Regions from separate parts of the Mus musculus genome. Here all the other regions are linked to region 1. The links are chromatin contacts, called in public HiChIP or PLAC-seq and promoter capture Hi-C maps. All regions are on one chromosome and are shown on one strand. Each heading gives the region's core, a stretch centred on a gene start, on an enhancer-like site or on the middle of the called end of the contact. The rest is flanking DNA. Distances are from core to core; before and after follow the strand shown. Region 1 holds the start of Fam169a (family with sequence similarity 169, member A). Region 2 holds the start of Iqgap2 (IQ motif containing GTPase activating protein 2). Region 3 holds the start of F2rl2 (coagulation factor II (thrombin) receptor-like 2). Region 4 holds the start of Foxd1 (forkhead box D1). Region 5 holds the start of Btf3 (basic transcription factor 3). Region 6 holds the start of Arhgef28 (Rho guanine nucleotide exchange factor (GEF) 28).

Region 1 (3,770 bases), core at 477-2,976:
GCCCCCTGGCTGACAGTCTTTCATTGCTTGAATCCCCTAAACAGAGACTAAGACTTAATTAAGTATCTGAGGGGCCTTTCCCCTCTGTAATACTGACTGTGGAACAAGCATCATTAATAGGAAGCATGGATTTCTGCAGGGATGGCACGTAAAATAATACCATTTGTTTATAGACAATTAGCTAATTTTTTTAAAGTTTCATTTATTCACATGGGTAATGGGGGAACTTTTACTTTCAAAAATATTCAGCCATTAAGTTGTTTTTCCCCTTCCAAATCAGCGTCAAGTCATTCACTGGACTCAGTCTACTGAAGGATGGAAAAGACCTACAGCATCAAAATAACTAGAAACAAATCTCTTGGAACCAAGAAAATACACAGGTCCAGGTTTAATTGATGATCACTGGAGTGGCAGGTGACTCACATAGGGGTTGTATCTGGGTTCACCAACCCGATCCTCCTCATAAATTTTAAAGATGAATCCACTATGACAGCCCCTCGATTTCTATGCATGACTGCCATCATTTGTACTGAAGTTTTATTACTAGTGAACTCCCCTCAGGTTCCTTTCACCACGTCCTCTATTCTAAAGAAGCAACGATTAAAAGTAAGTAAATAAATACTTGAGCCAAATCTATTTCATACTAACTATTAATAATCCTTGTAATTACTTCATAGAACAAGACATGGTTTGAACAGATGTACCTATACATACGTCCTACAATGTGCTTTTATGAAAATAAATAAATAAAATTTAAAGCACAACAAATCCAGAGCCATTAGAAGATTTTCCTCCAGGGCTCACATGTGTGTATTATGCAACAACCAGCGATCCAGATGTTAATCCCTGCTGTGATGCAATGATAAAATACCCAAGGCATGGAGCCCATTTACAAAACAAATTTAAACAAGAATTACTATATACTCAAGAATCTTGGAATGAGCCATTCACAGTTCTGAGAGAATTACATTTAAACTCTTCCTTTGGGTGATCTTTTAGCTGCGTGTCTCCCAATTCCCTCCCAATTCCCTACAAAATCCTCGTAACCGCGGTTTAATTTGGGTTTTTAAAAGGACCGACTGAAGGGGAAAGGGAGACCGGCATCAGGTGGTTACGTTAGAGTCTACTTTTGATAAGATAGCCGCGTAAATTCCCAGAAGGGATTCATCTATTCCGTCATTCTTGCCCATGCACAATAATCGTAGTAAAATACGACCCAGATCCCGGAGCCACTAGCCACCCCGGACTCGCTCCATCCTCCCATCTCCGGTGGCACAGGCCTCTCTCTCTCTCCAAGCTCTGCGTGATGGGCGGCTGAGAACCCTGGGACGGAACAGCAGTGACCCGAATTCTAAGAGAAGCGAGGACTCCATACAATACCTAGTCCGGGTCGGGCGAGCAAGCCGAGAGGGAGGTGCTGCGCGGCCGAGCCCGAGCCCCACCCCCACGCCGCGCGGGTCCCGCTACCCGGAGGATCCCAGGTGGGGACACGGGAGGGGGCGGCTCGGCAGCCGCCGTCCCCGCCGCGACCCCGGGAGGGCGAGCGCGACATTCCCTCACACAAAATGGAGGCCGGCGCACCTGGGGTCGCCGCCACCCGAGGAAGCCCGCGGCCGCCCCGCGGCTCGGCCTCGCACGCCACGCGCCGCGCACTCACCTCAGCCGCGCCGCGGGGGCCCGAAGGCGGAGCGCGAATGACCGAGCGGCCGCTCCCCGCCGCCGCCGTTGCCGCCGCCGACCCCGGCACGCGCGGCTCGTCCGCAGCCCACCGTCCCTCCGCCGGCGTGACGCACTAGCGCCGCGGCGCGCCCACCGCGAATCCCCCCGCCCCGCCGGCCGGCCGGCCTCGTGCGCCGCGGCGCCTCCTCGCCGGGAGCCGCCCCGCCTCGGGGCCGCGGCCGCCCGCTCGCCCGCAGGTGCGCGCTGCCCGCTCGCTCGCCCGTCGCCGCCCGCAGCACGCCCGCTCGGTCGGGCCGTATTAAAGAGTGACCTTGGCTTAGCCGGGAATAGAAGCGAGTAAGCCGCGGGGGCCTCGCGCTGAGCGAGCCGGCTCCTTTAAGGTCGACCTGCGCGGCATCCCCGCCTCGGGCCTCTGGAAAAATCGCCCGGGTGGGTGCGGCCTCCGGACCTCCCGGTGGGGAAGGAGATGATGCTCTGCAAACCTGGGGACGCCGGCTTCCCACCCCACCCCACCCCACCCGACCCCGGACACCACCAGACCCCACTGCCCCCCAGGAGCGCGCCGGAGAAAAGAATTTGCACAAGCCCCACAGCCCAGATTATGCCTTGAGATAAGGAACCATCGCGGCCCTGCGCTGACCTTTCCTACGTGACAAGCTAATCTGACCCCGGAGAGCCTGCGCCATCCTCTCCTCCCCCTTCCCTCACTTCATCCCTTACGGGATCCAGGGCCTTTTGCTAAGTACTCGAGAAAAATAAGTTCACTGGCATTTAAAGGATGATAATTCTTTTTTCTTTAAATAATATATGCGGTAGTAGAAATATAGATGCACAGCAATAATTTTGGATTTTAAGACTTTTTTTTTTGCCCTTAAATTCTGAGAAATTCATCTAATAGCAATGGCATTATGGTTCAGTTATTCAGAAAAGCTTAAAATTACTCCTATTCCTGGGAAGTATTACTAATCACAACACTGACCTTTTAAAGATTCACTAATTGGTAACTTCAAAGAATGCTTTTTCATATAGATCTATTTAAGCCCCCCCTTTTTTTTTTTAAATATAAAGGCTTTTTCTTTTTTACCTCCAGTTGCACACAATCAACCTTACATCTGTTGTGTTTATTTACAATAAATTATTACTAGAAATCTTGAGTTATATACATTTACTATTTTTAGTGGAATTTAACAATGAATTAATATCCAAGCAAGAATTTTGAATAGTTGGATTCCAACCATAGCTAATCATGAATGAGTAAAGTTATATAATTCCTGGATTATCATTTCTAGATCTGTTTGCAAGTAGGAGCCCCCAGGATAATCCCAGTGGCCACTTTGTAAAATTACTTTTGTTTTTCCGGCTCTGGCATCCCCCCCCCCAGGTGCTGCAGTAAAGACTTATTATTATAAACCTAGCCAGAGTGTGGCTGGGCTTTAAATTATTTTATCAATCAGTGGGAACCTGTGCCTGGAACACCTAGCTCCCCAAAGCCTGCTCACTGAGATAGAAATCAAAAGAACTACTCCTCTAGGCCCAAAAAGTGACCACCTGCACACAGTTAAACCTGCCTTCCTTCACGTGGCTGGCATTCTATCTGCCCAGACCGGAAGTGCTAACTTTCACACGTCTGGATGACCTAAGCTATCTTAAGTTAGGAAACCCTCCATGCACTGGGCTTTGATGGTTGCTGATAAACGTGGCCCAAAATCGAACCCTTCAGGTTCCCTGGGGAAGAATTCCTAACGGGTAAAATGACAACCGGTGTTTCTGTCTGCCAAGAGCTGCCCTATGCTCTGCTATTCTTTGTGGAGATTAACTTATCACAATCATCTCTCCAGTGCATACTAACGGGATTCCCAATTTACATAATGGGAAACCGAGGCATATAGATAAGCTGAGTAATTTACTCATTGTGACACAGTTAATGACCCTGGCCTTTGATTCAAAAAGCAAGCGACCTTAAGAAAAACTCTACACTATCTTCCTCTGGTTGAATTTTAACACATTCCTTATATCTTCCTGTTTGAACAAATTTCTCATTTAGGAGCAAAGGAAAAAAAATGAAACCTTCAGTTAGAAAACTTGTACTG
Region 2 (3,334 bases), core at 83-2,582, 1.2 Mb after region 1:
GGAAGAAGCCTGGCTGACAGGCTGGTCACAGGATGAGTATTGCTGACCTGTGGCCATAGCATTAGAAGCATCTACTTTTGTGGGGAGGAAAATCCCTTTCATCCCATTCCAACAGGGTGAGAATCCAATGTCTCTAGGGGTGGGGGTGGGGAATCCTCTCGCTCTCATCTGATGAGACTTCCCTCTTCCTGTGCACCTAACTCATAGGCTGGCACAACTTCAGCTTCACTGACCACTTGTGAGAAACGCAAGTTCATGAGCCTCAACTCAGACCAACGGAACTGGAGGCGGGGCGGGGTCCAAGAGTCTGAATTTCAAGTTTCAAGAGTTCATTGTGTCTCCCAGAAAGCAGCTGGCTGCTCTCTGTAGATTTGCTTAATTAAAGGTGACTAGTGTCGCTAGACCACCTTTCTTCGGCTAAATCATCTCTTATGACCCTCTCTTTTGATGATTTTTTTTCAGTCATGTGATCACCCACATGCCCCACGTTTGTGAAAAAGCAGTGGCCCATGTTTGGGGGGGGGGGGCTCCCACATTCCTCCAGGCTCCAAGCAACCGCATGAAAACCGTGCTTTTAAAACAGCTACTTGTGGTTTCTGTCTCAAAAGCTGAGCCGGAAAGGGGTTTGTGGTTGTGCGACCCCGGCTGGGCCTGAGCGACAGTTTTGCACATTGGGGGCGGGCTGGCAGAGGGGTGGGCGGATGACTGGCAGTTGTGTTCTGAGTGTTGTTTGGAGGCTGTTAATCTTGCTCCTGCAGCCCGCGCACGAGCTCACCCTTACCGTTTCTTGTCAAGAAAGGGGAATCCTGTGTCTCGTAAGCCAAAAGTCATAAACAACTTTCGTTTATACCCCTAAATGCGAGAAGCAGGCGCTCGCGGGGCTCGGGGGTGGGGTGGGGAGGTGAGTGTGTGAGGGTTGTCCCCGTGCAATCTCTCTAGAGGAAAAGGAACTGCAATGTTTGTCTCTCAGTCACTGAGCAACACCCAGGCGAACTGGGTGCCTGTGGTCTGCTGTGGTTTTTCTTGCTCTTCCCTGCGCTGGTTCACTTCCACCCTCCGGATGCTCCAAGTCGCCCTCCATCTGTGCGCTGGGCTCCAGCTGCAGGGGTCCAGGGTGCCTCTCAGCCCCTTCCTCTCGCGGGAGGCGGGTCCTCGCAACCGGGCGCTGCGCTGTGCGGCCAGTAGGGGTCGCTGCACGGCGGCGCGCTCCCACCGCGGTGAATAACGGGGCCGGGCGGGAGGAGAAAGGAAACCTGCTGGGGGAGGCGGTACGGCCCGCGGGCGGGCGGGCGGGCGGGCGGGCGAACGAGCGAGCGAGCGAGGGAGGAGATAGTTCACTTTTGCCCCGGTGTCAGCGAGACGCGGCCGCCGCAGGCGCGAGTGAAGGAGCACCGAGGGAGCGGAGCGGTCAGCTCCGAGAAGCCGGGCGAGGGCAGCCCAGAGGTGGGATCGGAGCGCGCCCGCCGGGCGCGGAGCCCGCGAGCCTGGCCAGCGAGGGAAACCACGGGGGGCGCTCCCCGGGAGGGCCCCCAGAGCAGCGCAGGATGCCGCACGAAGAGCTGCCGTCGTTGCAACGGCCCCGCTACGGCTGTGAGTGTTCGGGCTCCCGTTGATCTCGGGGCGCCCCTCTCCCTGGGACGGCGTTGGGGAGGCCGAGGGGCTTGAGGGCGCGCTGCGGAGGGCAGCGGCTGGCAAAGTTGAGAATTGGAATTGCAAAGGAGCAGGGCGCGGATTTCCAAGCCCCTTTCTTCCAAATTCCTAATTGCAGCTTCCAGCTAAGTCCCTCCACCTCGCAAGCCTCAGCAGCTCTGGTGCAGATCAGGTTGTGGTTTAGGGGTATCAGGTGAGGAGCCCGCCTTGCTTTGGGCGCTGCCGGCTCGAGCCAGAGGGTGGCGTAGGGGATCCGATGCTTCCCACCCAAAAGGGGCGGAAAGTTTGTTTGCTGTCGCTACAGGTGGGCAGCGCAGCTCCTGTGCCCGCGCGCTCTGCGAGAGGTGAAGGCACTTTCCTGGAAGGGCAGGCTTCTCCTACTAGTCTCTTTTGGGCCTCACCTGAGCAGCTAGAGCCACTTAGGCCCCACAGGTGTGAGGCCCTTCCAGCCAAGGCCTCCAGGGACACGTACCGCCCCCAGCCACTTTCCCGGTGGCTCTCCCCGCCCCCGATCTCCTGCGCGGGAGGATTTCTGTAAGGACAGACTCTGAGCCGGTCTGATTGAAAGTGACGGTGTCGGTTACCCAGCCCCGGGCTGCCGGCGGCGGAAAGAGGTGGCTTTGACTAACAAGAGGGAGCCAGATTATCGCCAACCACGTGGCCCCTTGTGCAGAGTTCAGAGTCCTAAATATGCGCTAGGAAGTATTTCCTTTAAAACAAACAGAACGCTGGCTTCTTCTCCCGGGTTGGCCCTGTCGACAAACGCATGGCCACGAACCATGGGTTAATCTTTTGCTTGGACTGGTCTTGTTAGACGCAGTACCAGGTTTAGGTTAAGGTGGTGACAACTGCAACAGAGTTAGTGTGTTCATGTGGTTTGTGGTGTTTGGTAGGAGCACGGATGAAATTTTTGGAAGAGGGTCGCCAACTTCCCTAAGTCAGTCAGTCAGTCTCTCTCTCTCTCTCTCTCTCTCTCTCTCTCTCTCTCTCTCTCTCTCTCTCACACACACACACACACACACACACACACACACACACACACACACACACACACACACACACACACACATCCCAGTCTTGGAAGGGACTGTCAGAGGTGAGAGGTTTGTTTTTTCCTTGTGACAGCAAGGAGCCAGCTGCAGTTTCTGTAAAGTGAGAAAATGCATTCAGCCACCCAGCATTTTGCTTGCAGCCTGCCCAGTTTGCAGTGGATAAACCACTCAGAGAGCTCCTGGGGCTGGAGGAGGAGCCCTGTGCTCATCTGGTGCTTGCAGTGTCAACCTCAGGTCTTTGGGAGTCCTTTCCTGTGACAAGCTCTTGGGACAGAGGGTGACTTCACCGTGTTGCGCTGTTAAGATGACTAAAAGATCTGTAACTAGGCGAGCACACATTACAAGATGGTTTGACATCACACGGTCTGCGTTATCCCCGTTTTATGCACAATGTGAAGGGGATGAATGTGGATCAGGAATGCAGCATTTCCATTAGCCCCTGCATGGGCATCTGATATGATGCCTGATTTTTATTGAACCAGCCTGTCTCTGCAGCGTGCCTTAGAAGACTAATCAAGGAGGCATTGATTTGGCAAGCCTGACGCCTGCTCTGCTGAATGAGCCACATTCCTGAGAAATCTTCCTCTAAGTTTCTGCGCTGATCTGGAGTGGCAGGGCGGGGTGCTGTTGTT
Region 3 (3,248 bases), core at 141-2,640, 1.4 Mb after region 1:
TTTTTTTTTGGTTTCCATTTGGTGCAGTGTTTCTGAAATGCTCCCCGCCTGGGAGAAGGCTTCAGAGAGTCTAATCCAAAGAGAATGGCCCTCAGCCACACACACCCCACCTCACATCTCTCCAAGGCAGACTTCGAACCCACTGTCCCACCTCTCCTTAAGTCTCACTTCTCAGTCTCCCAAGCAGGCTAGCATCAGGAAGGAACTCCCTCTCATAACTCATTTCCTTGCAACCATGGCTCAGCTTTGTGGCTTCTCCTCTCAGAGAAACCATAAACCTAGCCAACCCGTGCTTGTACCGCCCCTGCCATGGGTCCCCTTAAGCAGGGAACTCAATTTAAGGATCGTTCCTTTTGCAGACGGCTGCCTTTTGTTTAAGTTGGTTTCTTCCCAGTTCCTCCTCCTAATTGATTGCCCTGTGGCCTGACAGAGTCCTGCATACAATCCTGTCTCAAAGTAGTTCATTTCAGAACAATGAGGAAGTTATATAAGCTACCACAATAGAAGACATGTTCAAAGTGAAATAATTATATTTGGGAAAGCTTATTTCTAAAATTATACATAACCAAATTATGCCTAAACATCGTATACAGACATATCCGTATAGACATATATACACACAGACATATATACATATATATGTGAGGGACAGAGAGAACTCCTTGGTTCTGAAACATTAAGAAAAGACGGTATTTCACCTTGGAAACACGTCACATCCCTGATTAATGTCACTGGCTGCTGAAACCAAATTACTTTTCCTGGCAGTATTTTTTTTCCCACCGGTGCCTCAACAGAAATTATAATATTTAGAAATTTGAAAAGATTTTTTTAATGCCTTGAAAAAGTGCAATCTTTTCTACATCTGAACATTGTACACATACAAACACTTCTCACGCCAAAAAAAAAGTGGTTTTTGACTTAATCATAAAGTCTTGACTCTGTCACAAATGTAGAGACACTACTAGTAGAGAAGAACGCTTGGTCTTTGACAAGGTTTGACTTGGGAACAAGCTTGAATATTTCCACGCTATATTACCCCAGGCTAAAACCAGATCAAATTGTGTCTTTGGGTTCACAGTTTCTAGGAGTTAACAAGAAAATTAGGGCATTTGACTCTGACAGCAGAAACCATCCACTCACCACTCTCTCACCCCCATGCTAGACCACAAGAAGGGGACTTACCACTTTGGCAAACAGTGACTGGCAGAAACAGCAGCCCAGCTGCAACCAAGATAAGGATTTTCATCTTGATGTCCTGAGACCCGGTTACAGGATGTTGTTAAGTATACAAAGTCACAGCGTAGATTCCCCTCAGCTCCATGTATGAGCAGCAAGTGGAAAGCTGAGAACTCTGCCAGCCTGGACTGTGTGGGCAGGGACTCGTCCTTGCCTCTACAGAGAAAGGATGTGGCCACTTGATGTTTCTGTCTGTGTGCATGACTCAGGCTGAGCCTCTCTGGAGGAGTTGCCATATCCCTTTTATCTCTTCCTCACCCCCTCCATTATTTCATTTAGAACCAGTGCTGTAGTTCTCCCAGGGGCTTGGAATAATGGCAGAGACTGCAGAGTCCCTTGCAAAACAAAGCTGAGAACAGGTGCTGGGAAGCAATTAGCTTTGAATCAATTCCACTGCCCCGGTTCTATTCCCTATGCCAAAACCCTAGCTCCAGAGTTACGCCTTCTATTTAACACAAGAACAGTCAGACATTACACTCCTGTGTAACAGTCAGACATTCACTCCGCCATGGTCAGAACGGCCTCTTCTTACCGTAAATGGGAACAAACACAGAGTTCCATGGTGTGTAGAGCGTGAGAGGCTTTGGAGCGCACAGGCCTACATGCAATGTCTTCATCAAGCCCCTCCCCTCAAGGCTCAGGGATCTATGCGGAAGAGAAGGCAAAAAGATTGTTAAGAGCCAAAAGGGATCGATAGCTCCATGGAAACAGTGTCTTCCGGATAAATCAGGACTGGTGCACATATGAACTCACAGAGAAGGCAGCATGCACAAGGCCTGCACAGGTTCAAGCCAAGGAGGGTCCCAGAGCTGAGAGGGGAAGGGGACTGGGGCTCCCACCACTAACCCAGAAAGTTCTGCAGTTGATACCCACTGGCAAAGGAAAGAGTGGTTTCCTCCAATGGAATCTCCTGGATGCCCTAGGCACATGTCAAGGTAGGCCCTACACCCAGGAGTGGTTGGCTAACACAAAGAAAATTCAGTGGGATTTTTGCAGACTTTTCATCTCCTACTGCTTTGTTTGTTTGTTTGTTTGTTTGTTTGTTTGTTTTTTCTTTTTTTTCTGCCTTAATGGTCTTTTTGTTTGTATATTTGGGTTTCCATTTTGTTATGCTTTTGTGGGCTTTGGTGTATGCATTTCTTGTTTCTGTTTTTATTATTTGTTTAAATATAGACAGAAAGGGTATGGCGTTAGGGAGGTAGGAAGGATCTGGAAGTTGAGGAGAGGGAAAAGCGATCAAAATATAACATGAAATTTCTTTTTCAAAAATCAAAATGAAATTGTGCTTTATTTCAAATTTTAGTTCCTAAACTGATCACATAGTTATAAACTGAATTAATCATGAGAAGCGAATACACCCTCCCTCCTCCATCTTTTATTTTGTTATTTTGTTCTTTGAGACAGAGTTTCATATAGTCTGGCTTGCCTTGAACTCAGGATGCAGTTGAGCTCCTGGGCCACCTCCTGCTGCCTCTGGGCTGCTGGGATCTGTGGAGCTGGACACTAAACCCAGGGCTTCTAGGACTCTATCAACAGAGTTACATCCTCAGGCCTGGCAAATATTTAAGAAGTTCAAATTGTATCAGAGGGATTAGATTGTTTCTAAATTTCACCTGAGGGTGATAGTACTTATTTATGACCCCAGCGCTTGACAGACGGGCCGTAGCAAGAGGACTGTAATGAGTTGAAAGCGGGCCTTGGCCATGTTGTGAGTTCTAGCCCAGCCTCAGGAACACAGTGAAAGTTTGTCTCAGAGGGAGAAAGAAGACAATTCTCTACCTGCCTTCCAATGCCCTGACAGCCCTTAGTGCCTGTCAGGAACTTAGTTTTATTGTGTCTGGGAAGAAGGTTCATTTGCCATTGATCAATGTGTCCTATGATAACTCTATAGGATAAGATAACAGGATAGATGCAAACCCCCCCCCAAAAAAAACTATTTGAACTGAACTAAATTAAAATCATAATAAAATATCGAAGAACAAGACCTTGCTTTATTCCATGAACTTTTTGTT
Region 4 (3,637 bases), core at 541-3,040, 1.3 Mb before region 1:
AGCCGGGAGTCCTACCTTCGCTCTCCCGCGCGCTAACGACGTTCCTAACAATTGGAAATCCTAGCAGTAAAGTTCTCCACACTGGACAGCGCTGTCCCTTGGTGCAGAGTCCCCAGCGCGGCGGACGAGGACACGGAGGAGGCGGCGGCCGCGGCGGCGACCACGAGCGAGCGGGTGAGCGCGACGGCGGGACCAGCAGCCGCCTGTACTGCGCAACCCCCGCCCCCGGGTCCCGGGGCGGTCCCGCTGGCGGCCCCGGACGAGACGTGCGCCCCGGCGGCCGCGGGACCCCGAGTGCGCCCGATGAGGCTCTCGATGGAGAAGGGCGAGCGTGCGAGCGCTGCGGCGCCCGGGCCTCCCGCCTTGACTGCGGCCGCCTGCAAAGGGCCGGGCAGGGCGGCAGCCAGCGCGTGTGACCGGTAGCCGAAGGCGGTCCGCGCCAGCTCGGCGGCCGCACCGGGAGGCGGCGGCGGAGGAGGAGGAGGCGGCGGGGGCGAGTGCGGATGGAAGGCGGCGGCGGCTGCCGCGGCGGCGGCAGCGAAGAGCGCGGAGGGCGGCGCGCAGGGTGGCAGCTGCAGGCCGTAGGCGCAGCCGTAGGCTCCGTAGCCGCAGGCGGGCGGTGGCGGCGGCGGCGGGAAAAGCGCGGCGCCCGGGTCCCCTGCGCCCGCCGCCGGCCCCGCACCGCGCAGCAGCAGCGCCTCGGCCGCCGCGTGGGGAGCGAGTAGCGGCTGGCGCTTGAAGCGCTTGCGGCGCCGCAGGAAGCTGCCGTTGTCGAACATATCTGCGGACTCCGGGTCGAGCGTCCAGTAGTTGCCCTTGCCCGGGTTGCCCGGTTCGCGCGGGATCTTGACGAAGCAGTCGTTGAGCGACAGGTTGTGACGGATGCTGTTCTGCCAAGCGGGGAACTTCTCCCGGTAGTAAGGGAAGCGGCTGCTGATGAACTCGCAGATCTCGCTGAGCGTCAGGCGCTTCTTGGGGCTCTGCAGGATGGCCATGGTGATGAGCGCGATGTACGAGTAGGGCGGCTTCACCAGCGGATTCTTAGCGCCCCCGCCCGTGCCCGCGCCCGTACCACCTCCCGCGCCGCCTCCCGCTCCGGCGCCGCTGCAGCCGCCCGACCCGGTCCCCGGGGCGGGCGCAGGACCCGGAGGCGCGGGGGACGCGGCGGGCCGGGAGGCCAGCAGCAGGTCATCGTCGTCCTCCTCCTCCAGGTCCTCGAGATCGTCCTCCCCGGCGTAAGAGCGCCTCCGCCGCTGGGCCGAGCTCGGCAACCGGGACCCGCCGCCGCCGCGGCCGCCGCCGCCCTCGTCGTCATCGTCCTCCTCCTCCTCGTCGTCCTCGCCCTCCCCCACCACGTCGATGTCTGTCTCCTCCGCGAGGCCGGAGGCATCGGACATCTCCGTGCTCAGGGTCATAGCTGGGGCGGCGCGGTGGCGCGGCGGCACATAGGGGCACCGGGCTCCCGGCTCCCTGGCCTCCCCAGGCCGATCCCGGAGCGGCGGACCCGGAGCGAGGACGCCACTCTGCGACGCGCGGCTGCAGGAGGTGGCTGGGGCCGCTCCGCTCCGCTACTTGGCGAGCAGGGCTGTGCGAGGTGTTTGCGCTCCCCGGCTCGGCGGGCACCGGGTGGCGGGCGCTCTAGACTTGACCTTTTCCACTGTGGTCCCTTTAGCCCGGTTAGTCCAGGAGGGGGTGGCTGGACCCTGGCGGGCCAGTCGGTGTCGGGCGCCCAGAAGGGCGCGGGAGGAGTGAGAATCTAGAAACGGAGCTCGGCAAGGCCAGGGCTGAGTCCAGAAGAGGGCGGACCTTGTCTGTGCTTATAGCAGAAGGGGGCCTGTCACATGGTGTGCACGTCAGAGCGCGGCCCAGGGAAGGAAAAGAAAGGCGAGGGAATCGGCGTGTAGGAAGAGAAAGTTCACCCGCAGGAGGGGCAGCAGCAAGAGTTGGAGACTGAAGCCCACTATTTCTTGCCAAGATATTGGCTATCCTGAATCCCACCCTAGCCAGCCGCGAGCCGACCCGAGAGCTACAGGAGTTCAAACCCCCAGCCTTATTCTCCCGGATTAGCCCTCAACCCTAATCTCAAGCGCTCCGGGGACGCTTCGATTGGACAACCCAGTGGCCTGTAGGAGTCATCCCACTGGGGACAACTGCTCTATGTGTGAGGTGCTCACTGGAATATTGAGCGAGGGAGTCTGGTAGGGTGTCCCAGCTCTCTGGACTGGGCCAGTCTCCGCCTGTGGAATCTGATGAAAAATCCCCCATTTTGAGCACGGTAATAATTGTTTATTGACCCTTTAACCCTTTCCCTTCGGTTCTTCTCCAAAGACGTTTGTTTTCCGCCATCTGTTAATAAAAATGCGGTTAGGCTGGCGTTTTGGTCATTTATCTGCAATTGAATGCCCTAGAGACTTGACAGCTAAACTAAGCCACTCTAATGAGAGCATCTCACAAATTCCATGGGAATAGAGCAAGCAATGGTTGAATGAGGAAAAGAAATAGAAAATTGTAATGAAAACCCAAACACACACAGAAATTACACATAGCAGCAACTCAAACACTGTTGAGATGTTAGGAAAAAGAGCGCTATACTTTTCAATAAAAGGTATTTCTAAAGGAGCATTTCACACTACTTTCTAAATACTGGAATTATTATAACTTACACACAGTGTTGTTCCGGAAGGATTGATAGTAGAAAGGACAGTAGCAAAGATGAACTTTGAGATCAATTTTTTATTTTGGAAAATACATTAAATGCTTTTTATACTCTTTTTTTTAAAAAAAAACCCGACTTTTAAATTTTAAATGCAGGATGCAACTCCACTCGATTCATTTTTCTTCCAAGTGGCAAGCTAATAGGGATGATTAAAGTATTATTCTGTTTTAAGGTCACCTGTGTTTACCACCAGCTAAATGTTTTGTTCTGGCTGGCGGGAAATCCGAATAATTGTGTAATCCGAATTCATTTTGATAGCCTAGCTTTCTGGATGTTTGCCTTTTCTGAGATGTTTCGATTTCAAATAGGGAACTTTGCCTTACCAGTTTAACTTTCTGGTTAAAATCGCCATTTGCCAAGAACTGAATAAAAATTCAATGGCTTTCTCTAGGAACAATCTCAAATGCTCTGTGTGTCATTGTATCAACCAAGTGTTTCTTACTTCCTGAAGTGACTTGTTCTAACTGGTATTCATCACAAAAATAAGCTGTTGCCCCATCTAATACTTCTTTTCAAATCAGATTTCGTTTTCTCCAATGGGTAACCACCAGTTCCACTTGTAAATGGTCTGTAAAGTCTACTAGAGATCTTTAAAAGATCTATGAGAATGCCTTGCGATCTGAACGCGTTGATTTTCATTGCCTCTCATTTGATGTATGACTGGACCATCTAATTATTGTAATGGGCTCTGATTAACCTGCGCCAACATTAATCAGGCAGCGAATGCTTTGTTGATGCAGACAGGCGTCCTAACCAAGGAGTCCACTTTTACATCAAAAGTTTAAGTTTTATTAGTGCTTGCCCGATATCTAAATAAACACTATGGTTTTCGCAGTGCTGAGGGCTGCTGCGTACAAACGTATTTGAAGATGGAATACAAGAAGAATTGTTCGCAGGTTATTAGTAACGTTAGAGGAAAAT
Region 5 (3,573 bases), core at 700-3,199, 1.2 Mb before region 1:
CCTGAAGACAGACCGCAAATGGTAACTTCTAGAGGAAAAGTAAAACAATAACAAAGTCCTTCGATTGTTTTTTAAAAGGCTGGTATATAAATATTAGCAAAATCTGAAGTCCTGGTGCAGCAAGGGTCAAAATAAACATCGTCTTCCTTACAGTTTGGTGATTTTCAAAATCATACAAGTCTTCTATACCATGACAGAATAGGGGAAAAGAAACTAAGTCATATTTCTTGAATATAGGCCTAAAAGATGAGACAGGTATCAGTTACATATTGTAGAGTTTTATGTAAAAATTCAGAAAATATCATGATTAGGAAGTTTCACATACTTTCAGTGTAATATGAAGAGTAAAATATTCTACAGATAAACATTTCTTTAAAAAGAACTAGTTAGCCGGGCGTGGTGGTGCATGCCTTTAATCCCAGCACTTGGGAGGCAGAGGCAGGGGGATTTCTGAGTTCGAGGCCAGCCTGGTCTAAAGAGTGAGTTCCAGGACAGCCAGGGCTATACAGAGAAACCCTGTCTGGAAAAACAACAACAAAAAAAAAAAAAAAAAAAAAACAAAAACAAAAAGAACTAGTTTTACCTTTTATCCATCATATGTAACACAGTCATGTTTTATATATTTTCTGTAGCACTGAATTCTGTTGCCTCATCTCAGTTATTTGGAGAATGGTTAGGTACTTCATAGGGTAGACAACAAGCATGGTTTTCTGAGACAAACTTACTTGTTCGGATAAAAGAAACATTGTTGTTGTTTCAAGAAAAAGAACTTGTTACAATTTTCTACATAGCAACGTAGTTGTCTCTCCCGATTTTTTAAATGACTCATCGCTGTTGCAAGAAACTCTTGTGTAAAAAGGTTTCCAAGGGGAAAAAAAATTGATTTTAGCTAGAGTATTCATTTCGGCAACTTTTCTGGATAAATTGTATTCTCTAAAAATTCTAACACAACTTTCTCTTTGGAATATTCAAAAACATTTCGTAGCTAAGATTGGAAAAAGGCTTAAGCACACAGAATTTTCACTTAACCTCTTTTTCTTTTTCGTTTTTTAATCTTCATATAGGGATTTTCTAAGGTTATCTTAAAATTTGTCTGGGAATGGTGCTAGACGACTATAATCCCAGCATTGGACAGAGGGGCTCTGAGGCCGGAGAATAGCTGTGTGCTTCAGACTAGCCAGGATTACTTATCGAGACACTTTTTAAAACAACCATCAAATTATGCAACAACAACAAAAAACAAAAACAAAAAAACAAAAAAACGACAACCACAATTCGTGCTGGAGTTCGGCAAACTTTAACTCACAGCCACGTTTTTACCCCCAAGCACGCAGGCTCAAATTCATCTTGGAAGAATTCAAGGTAAAGTTTGCTCCATCGTGAATGCTTCATGGTCGAATCCATGACGATTCGAGATCAGGGAGTCGATGGTAGAGGTGTAGAAGGGTTAAGAGGTTACAAATCTTGTTACCCTGTTTCAACCTTGAATAAACCGAATTGCTGAAGGGTGGAGATCTGGAAAGCATTCCGAACATGCTTTCTAGACATTCTGAGTCGCGATTTCTACATCACCCAAGTCACTTAATTTTGGAAAGCAACATTAGCCTGGCTGATTTCGATAGTTTTTTATTTACACCCGGCATTGAGCAGACACTGCAGCCTACTGGACAAAGCTGGACGCCCTACGGGGTGGCCACAGGGCAGACTGATTTAACCACAGCTCTACAGGGAGCCTCACTGTCCGATCTATCCGCGGCCTTTCCCAGGACCGCGGACGGCGACCGCGGGTCCCAGCTCTCCGGTGCTGCTCCCGGCCCGCCGCTGGACGAAAGGAAAGAAACAGCCGCGGACCGGCCCCCGGCTGCGCATGCGCGGCGACGCCAACTCCGCTTCCTGAATTCTGGAGGAAGTGGCGTCGCGTTACTTCCGGCCTCCCTCTAGCTGCCATCTTGCGTCCCCGCGTGTGTGCGCCTTCTCTCAGCTGGTCTGCCCGAGACCCCCTGAGCGTGAACCTTAGTTCCCCGCGCGGCGCCATTTCCACTCCGACAAGGTACAGAAAAAAGGCCGTGGACGCCGGCGTGGGAGGAGACCGGGAGTTGGGGGTGGGGCGGGCGTTTCCCGGCAGGAGCGAGGCAGGGAGGGGACGGACGGAGCTGAGGAAAGCGATGCGACGGACGGGCGCTCCCACCCAGGCGGACTCTCGGGGGCGAGGGCGAGCCAGGGGCGGCTGGCCCGGGGCCGAAGCGACGCCCTCTCTCCCTCTCGGCGGAAGCCGAGGACGGGAGTCTCAGGTACCGCGAGGCCTGCGGAGAGTGGCCGGGCCGGGCAGGCCGTGGCGAGGCCTCGGCCCAGGCCGGGCAGGGCGGCGGGGAGCGGGGGATGCTCGGTCGCCGTGGGGCTGAGCCCGAGGCCGGGCCGGGCCGGGCGGGGGAGGGGCGAGGGGCCCTGTGCGCCCCGGCGAGCCTGGAGGGGTGAATTGGGGATCCAGGCCTCAGCCCGAGGGGGACGACGTTCTCCTGCGAGTGTAGCGGGAAATAACGAGCGTGGAATGCTGGAGGGGGGGCCCGGCCGTTCTTGTTCTTGGCTGAGGATTTTTTTTTTTCCTCTCTCTTTGTAGATGAAAGAAACAATCATGAACCAGGAGAAACTCGCCAAACTGCAGGCACAAGTGCGCATTGGTGGGAAAGTAAGTTTCTTTTTTTTTTTTCCTCCTTTCTTTTTCTCTCCTCTCTCTCTTCCAAAGTTCCGTTTGCATTTCTCACGTTGTTGGGTTTTTTGTTTTTTGTTTTTTTTGTTGTTGTTGTTGTTGTTTTTGGTTTGGTTGGTTGGTTTTTTGGGTTTTTTTTGTCACTTTGCTTGGCAGGGGACATTTCGCAAAGCTAGCAAATCCAAGGGAAATGAGACCAATACTAAGAGACAAGGAGGAGATAGATAGATAGATAGATAGTAGGGGTGAGGTCGGTCATCGAGTAGAGAAGAAAATAGCACTTAAAAACGGTGCCTTGCTTGCAAGAGGTTCAGGATTATGGCGCATATAAACAAATGTTACTGGATTTTATGAATGGGGGGGAAAGTATGTTCTCTGCCAAATCTTTGTGTACCGTGTACCCTTGACTTGTACAATGTTGGGGGTGGTTATTTTGTTACCTTTGAGTTGTCCTGAGATCCAACACATGTTTTGGTACATGCTAGAGGACCTCTCAACTCCCAAACTGCATTCCCACCCCATTTTTTTTAAAAGTAAGTTAACTGAAAGTATTGGCTTTTCCTGTTCTACTTAATGATTAGGTAATTTTATTATTATTATTATTATTATGAAGATCTTCTGCTCTTCTGCATTGCTTTCTGAACTAAATGCTCAACAGACTAATTGTCTTTTTTAGGGTATTTGAGGATACCTTCCTATTTAAATTCGTGAACAGTGTTAGGTTGGGAAATCCTACCTTAGCACATGTCTTTTGTTCCTCAACCTTTGTAATTATGCTACAGTGAGAGAATGCAAATGTGTTGGCAGGTTGGTTTCTCCAAGTGGATTCTGCTCTGAAAGAATTGAACTTGGTGTTGGTGCTGGGT
Region 6 (3,286 bases), core at 27-2,526, 1.1 Mb before region 1:
GATGTTCGAGAAAAGTGTTATTGCTTTTATTTTTTATCTTCGGGACTTCGTAGTTCTTCAGTGGAGAACACTCTTCTTTGGGACCTAAGGTTCTGCAGTGTGACATCAGAGGATATGAATACAAGTGTCAATACTGCAAGGCCAATGTCAGGTCCTTTATAAAGAAGGAAGGGCAGCGTTTGCCCTAAGACAGGGCTAAAGACCTCAGACCCTGGGTTTTGTTTTTTTGTTTTTGTTTGATTTGTTTTTTGTTTTTTTGGTTTTTTTTTGCCATCCTGCCATTCTTTAGGCTCTGGTTAAACAGGTATGTTAGGAGGGTGGCCCAGGGCATCTGGCAGTGATGGTTTGGGACGGGCCAACACATCTCTCCTGTCCATGTAGTCGGTCTGTCTTCTTGAGAAAAATAAAGGTAATATTAAAGGAACTTAGAAAAGTAGACGCTTAATTTTATCTTTAAAGCTGGAATAATCATCTTAAGCTTATTTTATAGTAAGCTGTACAATGGCGAGACTTTTCACTCGGGACAACTCAGTGCTAAGTGCCTCAGTGCTTTAAGATCCAAGGGGTCCTTTCACATTGTTAGGTGTTGTAAAAGTGGCTATGGCTTTCTCAAAAACAAACAAACAAATGTTGGTGCCGTTTAGGCACCTGTTTGCATAAACGCATAGGGAATCGAGCCTGCAAAGCTTTGGGCCAGAGGAACCTCCATCATCCTCATGAATTAGAGGGAGTCGGCTGTTTTAAAATAGTACTTCCTATTGTAACAGACCCGGGCACTATTATGTCCCGGGTGTGGTGGCTTTGAGCTGAGGACAACCCGAGCCTCCCTCTGGCCTGGCACGGCTCCCTTTAGGAGCCGACCGGCCAGCTCCTTCCTCCGGCGCCACTAGGGCGTGGAGGCCCCCGGGGCGAGCGGGCGCCGCCGCCGCTAGGGTGCAACCCTGCCCTGGCCCAGCAGGTCCCGCTCCGTGCCCGCCGCCGGAGGAAAGCCGAGGCGACCGGCCGCCGCCCCGCGAAGGGAGGGGGCGGCGGAGCCGCAGCAGCTTCAGGTTTCCTCCTGGAGCTGGTGGCGGGCGCGGCCATGTGATGAGGCGGCGACGAGCCCGGCTGGCCAGAGGTGGGCAGGCGGGGACCAGGGGGCGCAGGGGGTGGCCCCAGCTGTGGGCGCGGCGGGCGGGCGAGCGGGGGTGGGGTGGGGTGGGGGGAGCTGCGGCTCCGCCCCTCGGTGCGGCCAGCGGAGCGGAGGGGCGTGGGCAGCTGGGGACCGGCTTCCCCGCTCCGGGCGACGCTGGCCGGCGGGTCGCCCTCGGCAGGCCTCGGGGACAGCGCCTGGCCAGGGCTCCTGGCGTTCCCGAGCCACAGCTCCAGGTAAAGGCGGATTACGGGAGCCATCCCTCTTGTCTCCCCGCAGCCCTGGGCGAAGTTTGCCCACCGGAGTTCTCAGGGGACAAAGTTTCTCTAGGGTCCCCGAGGACGCAGGGGTCTGCAGAGGTGGTGAAAGGCTGCACTCTGTCGGCTGGGCAGCCCGAGGAATGGGCGCCGCCTCCTGGTACCTGGGGATGGCAACAAGTGCATGGCGCTGCCGGGTCGGAGGCAGCAGCTGTGAAGCGCAAACGGGAGGCAGCGGCCACCCCTCACCCTCTCGGGCAAGCGGGGTGGGAGGGGGCAGAGGGTGACGGAGCTCAACCAAAGCTAGTTGCAAGCGATGGAAATCAGAGGCAGGCGGCTGGAGAAGGGTGAACCTCGAGAGCCTGGTTCTCCTCTTCCCATCTGTGTTTCTGGCCAGCTTCACCTATATGCTTGGTGTGTGTGTGGGATGTACCCCAGACTGCTGGTCAGTCTCAAGTTCAGGACATTTATTTCTTGTGGAAACGTTTGCTGAGTTTATAAAAGCATCTATGGTCATCTTGTTTGGGAGGGGCTTTTAGCATTGGGTGGGAATCCGTGCGCTTGTGCCATGAGTTTCTCTGGAATACTCGGTTGTGGGTGGTAGGGGTCACAGGTGGAGAAGGCGTTCTCGCTTGCTGTGAGCTCTGTGAACGCTGGGTGTTCAGACCACCCAGGAAACCCAGCTCTGGTTTCCCAGACACCAGTTAGGTTTCTAAGGGAGACTACTTTAGGAGCCCACAGAGCCTGCCTATTGGTTGCAGCTGGGTGGGCCCAGGGGAAGGGTAACATCTGTGTTTGCTAGCATCTGACTCCCTGACCCCTGCTCAAGTGCCAGCCTCTACACACTCCAAGTTGTAGAGATTGAGCACTCGATTCTGCACCAAGCAGTCAAGAATTACAGTTATAAAGAACGGACACACTGCTTTTCTGTACTTTGCCCTCTCGTGTTCCTAGACCCTGAAGCTGTCTCAGTAAAATGAAATTCTATTCTCAACAACACAAACAAAATCAAAGGCTTGCCCTAGTTAGGCTCTGTGGAAACCACTTTGAACACGATAATTCAAGCTCTGATAACCTTTCCTGGGAAGCTTTCCATAGCTCTATTTTGAGTTTTTATGTGAATGTTAAAACAAATAGGTGTTTGTCTAATCTTGATGAATAGTAGCGCTAACTCCTTTGGAGTGTTTGAAGGAAGAGAACATTGCAGATGCCTTTTGGAGAGGTTGTAGCATTTCAAAGTGATATTCCGATGCAGACTTTATAGTGATTATGCATAATTATTTTTGATTATAGAACTTGGATAGCATCATACTTGATACTTTGTGGTTTGGGAAACTGAGGCACAGAACTAGTTCTTGGGTAAGGGACTCTGGGGCGTGTCCCGGCTAATGTGACATGAGACTGGAGAACAGAGAATCAGTGTTTGCTCTGCTTTGGACTGTTTTTTCCCTTATCAGGGCGGCACAGCCAGGCCAATGGCCAGCAGTTTGTCTAACAGGTGTGTTGGAGGGACTTTCCTCTGAAGTACCGTCTGCCTCTAAGCGGTTAAGAAACACTTAAAGGTACAGAAGGAAATCAGAGTCGGCGACGAAGGTTCTGTGATATCTCATTAGCCCTGTTAGGGTTTCAATATATATATATAATTTGGAAAATTCTGAAATATTTTCTTATTGTGTTCTCATAAGGAACCATTCTTGTGGCTAAGATTTCCACTGGGCAGGAATTTCATATGTGTTTGATACATGTGACTCTCTTTCCCTTGTATGCCATGTGAGAAGAGGAAAAAAAAAATAACAAGTGGGTATTAGTGGCCAACTATACTATTGAAGATGAAGTATTTGATATAAAATCGGTACTTAGGCTCTTAACCAAGTTCTGCCAGAGTTTGTGATCAAGT

What was found. Promoter capture Hi-C pulls out the DNA fragments that hold promoters and counts their contacts. HiChIP or PLAC-seq counts read pairs in DNA pulled down with a chosen protein or histone mark.
Region 2: a promoter capture Hi-C map of embryonic stem cells shows a contact between it and region 1, with 5 times the contacts expected there. The contact joins the promoter of Iqgap2 here to the promoter of Fam169a in region 1. A contact is called at or near these places in 2 of 39 promoter capture datasets (embryonic stem cells and hippocampal neurons).
Region 3: a contact with region 1 is called in a promoter capture Hi-C map of liver, with 4 times the contacts expected there. The contact joins the promoter of F2rl2 here to the promoter of Fam169a in region 1. A contact is called at or near these places in 2 of 39 promoter capture datasets (hippocampal neurons and liver).
Region 4: a promoter capture Hi-C map of liver shows a contact between it and region 1, with 3 times the contacts expected there. The contact joins the promoter of Foxd1 here to the promoter of Fam169a in region 1. A contact is called at or near these places in 1 of 39 promoter capture datasets (liver) and 1 of 9 other capture datasets (adipose tissue).
Region 5: an H3K27ac HiChIP or PLAC-seq map of extraembryonic endoderm stem cells shows a contact between it and region 1, with 9 times the contacts expected there. The contact joins the promoter of Btf3 here to the promoter of Fam169a in region 1. A contact is called at or near these places in 1 of 39 promoter capture datasets (embryonic stem cells) and 4 of 115 datasets of contacts at active chromatin or transcription factors (embryonic stem cells and extraembryonic endoderm stem cells).
Region 6: a promoter capture Hi-C map of liver shows a contact between it and region 1, with 4 times the contacts expected there. The contact joins the promoter of Arhgef28 here to the promoter of Fam169a in region 1. A contact is called at or near these places in 3 of 39 promoter capture datasets (hippocampal neurons, liver and pre-B cells).

The regions. Positions count from the first base shown.
Region 1 is chr13:97,069,599-97,073,368 of GRCm38.p6, reverse strand. It overlaps Fam169a (family with sequence similarity 169, member A), which reads right to left and starts at 1,726. Exons shown (of 13, transcript NM_001100458.1): 1 at 1,658-1,726.
Region 2 is chr13:95,889,920-95,893,253 of GRCm38.p6, reverse strand. Iqgap2 (IQ motif containing GTPase activating protein 2) reads left to right here and starts at 1,332. Exons shown (of 36, transcript NM_027711.1): 1 at 1,332-1,590. The coding sequence starts at 1,545.
Region 3 is chr13:95,695,062-95,698,309 of GRCm38.p6, reverse strand. F2rl2 (coagulation factor II (thrombin) receptor-like 2) reads right to left here and starts at 1,390. Exons shown (of 2, transcript NM_010170.4): 1 at 1,183-1,390. The coding sequence starts at 1,246. All of the region lies in intron 13 of Iqgap2 (IQ motif containing GTPase activating protein 2), which reads left to right.
Region 4 is chr13:98,352,398-98,356,034 of GRCm38.p6, reverse strand. Foxd1 (forkhead box D1) reads right to left here and starts at 1,790. Exons shown (of 1, transcript NM_008242.2): 1 at 1-1,790. The coding sequence starts at 1,415. The coding sequence ends at 45.
Region 5 is chr13:98,315,343-98,318,915 of GRCm38.p6, reverse strand. It overlaps Btf3 (basic transcription factor 3), which reads left to right and starts at 1,949. Exons shown (of 6, transcript NM_145455.3): 1 at 1,949-2,291; 2 at 2,618-2,686. The coding sequence starts at 2,166. It overlaps Gm9828 (predicted gene 9828), which reads right to left and starts at 1,800. Exons shown (of 4, transcript NR_137279.1): 1 at 1,307-1,800.
Region 6 is chr13:98,204,155-98,207,440 of GRCm38.p6, reverse strand. Arhgef28 (Rho guanine nucleotide exchange factor (GEF) 28) reads left to right here and starts at 1,276. Exons shown (of 36, transcript NM_012026.2): 1 at 1,276-1,368.